Linked DNA regions of Gasterosteus aculeatus: region 1 is linked to region 2. Evidence: chromatin contacts called from public Hi-C data. All regions are on one chromosome and are shown on one strand. Each heading gives the region's core, a stretch centred on a gene start, on an enhancer-like site or on the middle of the called end of the contact. The rest is flanking DNA. Distances are from core to core; before and after follow the strand shown. Region 1 overlaps fat2 (FAT atypical cadherin 2). Region 2 has its middle 8.0 kb from the start of lman2.

Region 1 (2,700 bases), core at 199-2,698, 44 kb before region 2:
AAACAAAGCAGTTATACAACATTTAAACATACATCCACATCCCTGCAGGGTGTGTTTATGAGTGAAGGTGAGGACAAAATGTAAACGCACATCATCTGTTGATGTTAAACCATCAAAAAAGGGATTAAGATGGCAAATAATCAACGTATCCGCAGGGATTTCTATCCACACAACTAGTGCGGTGACTAGTGCAACATGAGCAGGTCCACCACAAGCGAGTCCAGTACCAGCAGCACGCGTTTTGCATAAAAACTGATATTAAGATTATTCAGAATAATCTTAAAGGAATAATTCTTTTGATGTTCTCCACTCAAAAAATGTCAGAACTCGAATGCAAGCAACGAATGCAATCAAACTAGTTTTTTGCCTCCTTTGGGAACGTGAAAGTGCTCATTAGAGCGTGATACTACATCCTGCTATTTCCGGCAGACTGCATTTGAATGTCTCTTGATTTTCTCGTGCTCGTGGCGGCAGAGCACCAGCATCAGTGCGGCGTACAGACCGGCCCCCCGCCGATGAAAAGCACGGAGCCGAATGAGGAAGGAAGCATCACCTGTGACACGGATAAGTCTCCCTCCCCCTCAAGCTCTCGTCCAGTCCGTTCACGGTTTGTCCTCCTTCCCTCGGGGAAAAGCCTGACTCGTGTTACGTATTGATCTCCATGAACTCATCCGTGTCCGCTAAAGTTTATTTCTACACCCAACATTTTGCTTTTAAGATTATTTCCACGTGTTTATGCTGACATTTAAAAAAATATATGTTGACATCCCACAAATTGCAATAAACGTTTCATTAAAATAGTAATACATTCTAGAATAAACTCAATGGTTTTGAACCTTGAGTTGTGAGATCAAGGAGGCAGCAGGATGGTGAAATACTGTAATTGACCTTTTCAGCCCACTGCCTGCCTGTCTGTTATTCAAATAGTAATATGACTGCTGTTTGTGGGACTTTTTGAAAGCGAGAGGACGTGCCGGTGTGTGGGAGGCGTTTTCATCGGCGTACGCACTGCTGCGTGTAAACGGGAATATTTGTTATTATCAACCTTCAAACAGCATAGAAGGAATATTATTGTAATTCAGAATAAGGTCATGAAACCAAACATGTCAAAGGCAGTAAGTGGCTGTAATTTCCCACCCATTAAATATAATCTGCATATTAACGAGATAACAAGCTGTAAACGTTGCAAAGGATGTTTAAGGATAATTACGGGAGTTTTGGAATCGAAGGTCAACATTTAATCTCAAACGGAGCTTCAACAAAAAGGTGATCTGGAAAGTTTTCGAGGAGAAATTTTGTTTTTGTTCTGAAGACTTTAGCAAATTAATCATCCCAAAGATGGCGCTGTGGTTAAAGGGCAACACTTCAAATCCTGCTTCCCCGAGAAGCAGTGACTCAACTGTTGATCGGTCATTGTCTCTCTTTGCTCCTGTGTGAAAAAAAAAGAAAGAAACAATGTGACGACACCAGTTTCATTCTGAATGAACCCGAGATGGACGGTAAGGAAATACATGGCGTATATTACTGACAAATCATTCTATTTACTGCGTATTAAAGTTAAAAATGACCACAAAGAGAGATCTGTATTCACGTCTGTGCCCTTTGGGAACCCTGCAGGTAGAGACCATGTTTTTCTATTCAATTACTTAAGCAAATAAAAAAGAAAAGCTCGTTACTCATTGTTGTCTGTGAGAAACTTGTCTGAGTGGAGAAAGAGGACAAGCTGCAGCACATCTGAAGGAGCGGCTGACCTGTTCGGTCTACTCCCGTTTCCCTACCTGCTCCGCGCGTGTGTTTGTGTGTGTCTGTGTGTGCGTGTGTGTCTACCTGTCTGAATGTGTCCATCTCAGTGCAAACAAAAACATGTGTGTGCATTAGTCTTTGTACACGCACAACATTTGTATGAGTGGGTTTCTGTGTGCATCAGTATTGATCTTCTTGTGTGAACTGTGATCATTCTGGTGTGTGTGCATGTGTGTGTGTTTGTGTGTGCGTACTTGGAGAGAACACTACCACACGTGCACACACACACACACACACACACACACACACACACACTGACTGAACTACGGAGGGTTTCAGCTGAGGGAATACTGTCGGTTTTAGTTCACTTTTATCGGACTTCACTGTTTGCACCAAGAGAAACCCAACGAAAGATCAAAGCCGGCGCATGAATAAAACATTCCAACACAGCAGTTGAAATTTCTATCAAACTGCGTCAGCAAACTTCCGGCGCAGAGAGACGGGTTCAGATTTGTTCAGATCTTTAGAAAACTGAAGTGAAAAAAACAAAACGTGTGCTGAAACACAAATTACAGGACTAATTTGTTTGAGAGAAAAAAGTTAAAATTACAAAGTAGAAGCAGAAAGGAAAACATGACTAAACCAACAAAGGGGAGGAAAAAAAGCGACTTGTGCTGTTTAGCAGTTACAGAAACCGGGAGGATTGGGGGAGTCTCATATTTTACCGCTCAAAAGGAGCATGCTCCCCCCCCCCCCCCCCCCCCGACGGCGCACTGGAACAATAAACCCCCGATGTCATCGCGGCGTCCTCTGGCCTGGCTGGAGTCCACACACACACCGACCGGGCTTTTGTGTCTCCAAAATCACCTACCGGTCTACTGGTCGGTAGACAGATTTCTGCGCGCGCTACGCACCTTGAACTTGAGGAGTCGGCAGTCGAAGGGTCGGATGGAGGCT
Region 2 (2,700 bases), core at 154-2,653:
AATGAATGAATATAGCGTGAAAACAAAGCGCTCGTCTCCGTCGTGTCCCTCAGGTCCATGACCGACGTACAAACACGCGGCAGAGAGCTCCCTGCTCCACCAGCGCGGGCCGCCCCAAAAGCAGTTAACGGGATCACGATCCCACCTTCACTCCTCGGCAGCTCCTCTTAACGCGACTCACTGGTTTAAACCCCCCCCCCCCCCCTTCCTCCCCAACATAAATCTCGCCGCGAGCACAAGATTAAATGTCCTTTTTTTTGTTATGTCAGGCCCTGCTTAGCGCTCACCTTGTCGTGCACTTTGACCCCGGGCATTTCCCAGGACAATGCGACGGTTGTTGGCGGCGCGTTGCACGGGGGAGAGAGTTTCAAAGCATTCCGGGTGGATTTCAGACCACTTTCCTGCCTTCCGATCCGCCAGTGGTGACGCGAAGCTGCCAAAGTCATCACACAAAGACCTGAAACTCACTTGAGAGGAACAACCTTGTGTTTTCTTCATCCCACTCGGGCAGGATTAATACTCCGGATTAATACCTACTTTTAATGTCTTAAAAACAACACATTACTGTTGTAACCTTGTTGTTGATCAGAGGAAGCTTATTCTACAGCTTTCAGGCTTTTTAGCCATGTTTTACTCAAACACACACACACACACACATAATCAAACTGTAGAAGTGAAGAAAGCAAGCGAGACGTTGTCGATATTTTACCTGCAAGCTGTTCACGCTGCTTTGAGGACGCGAAGGTTCACACCTCAGTCTCACCGTGGGACTTTAAAGTGAACACTGAGAGACATTTAAGTCCCAGCATGAAGGAGCAGAGGAAGCAAAGTAGAAAAGGGCCTTTGGATGGACTAATGGAGGTCAACGTGGGGTCAACTAGGGAAAGGAAAAGGACGAGGACTCAACCAAGAATCCGTCCTACAAGAAGTTCTACTCAATGAATGGATTTTATTAACCAGGCTGGTACTTAAACATGTTTTGTCCTCGTATCCAGAAGTCTGCACCTTTTTTACGAGACAATAAGCACCTCGTGCCGCTGTCTCTGTAGTTTTGTGTCAAAATATATTATGATACCAAAATAAACTGCAGAGGAGAATGAAGCTCCGTCACTTTGGGAGGGAGGGACGACATCCTCAAACCCTGCAAACTTTTTTTATTAGAATTACATGAATCCAAAGAACTTAACTGCACTTGACTAGAAGAATATGTAGTGAAAATGCTTTTAACGGCCACAAATAACATTTTTTAAGTTACTTTCTTTTTGTAGAAGAAGTGGTTGTTAACTCAAAGGCCCTGCAGGGGGAGATGTGACGTGTGACTCGTCTCGCGGACTCAGACGGCACATGAAACAAACCCGCAGGCAGCCCGAGGAGAAACTAACCGGCAACTTCATGAGCGCGACGTTAAGACACACAAACAAGGTGCAACAAGTCAGTGCGAGTACAGAGAGTCCTGATGATGTGCCGCACAAGTGTGGAGTGGCAACCCACATGAGCGCGTTGTGTTTAAGTGTTTGCTCATTTCCCACGTGACTAAAACAACGTGGAGAAGGAGGAAGTCACAGTGAGAGACTATTTTTATTTCTACCTGAAGTGAAATCCTGAAAGTGAATTATTATTGGAAGGTCTACAAAGTGGAGCTACAGCTCCCGAGTTGGCAGGACAAAAAAATGTGTAGAAAGATATTTAGTGATCACTTTTTAAGGACTCATTCAGTCATGCATTTAGCTACAAAACACGACTTTTCATCATTCTTCTTTTGCTAATTCGAACAACTGTCTGCGGGAGAGCTACGTGTTAGCGTAGCAAAGCGCCAGCGACGGCGGCTTCTCCCGGGCCTCCACGCCCCCCCCCTGAAGTCACGCTCCTCTGGGTTCACCCCCCCAACGAGCGCCCCGGCTGAACCCAACAGGCCACGGTCGGAGAGAATATGAACCATCCATGGCATCGACGAAAACTGCGACGAAACTGCGGCCGGCGTGATGGACAGCGCGTGATGGACGAGCCCCCCGGCGACATCCGGCCCTCCGCTGCGTTTTCTCTCTCTGCTGCCCCTCCGATGGACGTCACCCTGACTGACAGCCGCCTGGAGGCCCGCGGCCGACACAAATACCACGAGATAATTACTGACTTCAAGGCCCTTTCGGGCCGTCCTCGCTAAGTCGTGAACTTGACATTTGAGGGAGGGGCGGGGCTTGTTGTTTGACGTATACTCACTTATATAAAGAGCAGAGTTTGAAAGGAAGATGTTTAAATGAGTTGGAGTGACCTTCGCCCTTCCGAGTTCTGAAAAAGAGACGGAAGAAACATGAGATCCGTCAACTTCTGCCCCGAAACGTGTTGTTGTCAAATTGTGTTGCGCTGAAGGAAAGCAGCACGGAGACTCGCGCTGCATGTTGACGTCGCAGTAAAGCATTTACTAACAATTAAGCGCTTGGTCGTCAGAGAATCAATGGGCTGAAAATAACGGGCGCGTTAATTCAAGTCTGCGGAGACGGTTTGTTTCTCATTGTCATTGTTTGGTTACAACTTCAGAAATTGCTAGAATCTGTTTAACACGACTTCAGAAAGCCCGAGCCGGTGTCCTCGTGTTACTTTTTCAAGTTAACAAAAACGATTTAAAGAAACACGGAAACAAAGCAATGGCCTTGTGGTCCAGAAGCTCCCATGTGAAGATATCAAGGTCAGAAATAAGTATCT

The links. Hi-C and Micro-C count contacts between places; a contact is called where the count stands out from the background.
Region 1: a Hi-C map of whole body shows a contact between it and region 2, with 2.7 times the contacts expected there. The contact joins two enhancer-like sites. A contact is called at or near these places in 2 of 6 Hi-C or Micro-C datasets (tail fin and whole body).

The regions. Positions count from the first base shown.
Region 1 is chr4:4,448,574-4,451,273 of fGasAcu3.hap1.1, reverse strand. All of the region lies in intron 15 of fat2 (FAT atypical cadherin 2), which reads right to left. Among protein-coding and RNA genes, the nearest start is that of mtnr1al, 24 kb to the left of the region's middle. Within about 2 kb of position 1,448, at least 3 of the 9 cell types and tissues checked have open chromatin away from gene starts, as enhancers often do.
Region 2 is chr4:4,404,389-4,407,088 of fGasAcu3.hap1.1, reverse strand. No RefSeq gene overlaps it. Among protein-coding and RNA genes, the nearest start is that of lman2, 8.0 kb to the right of the region's middle. Within about 2 kb of position 1,403, at least 3 of the 9 cell types and tissues checked have open chromatin away from gene starts, as enhancers often do.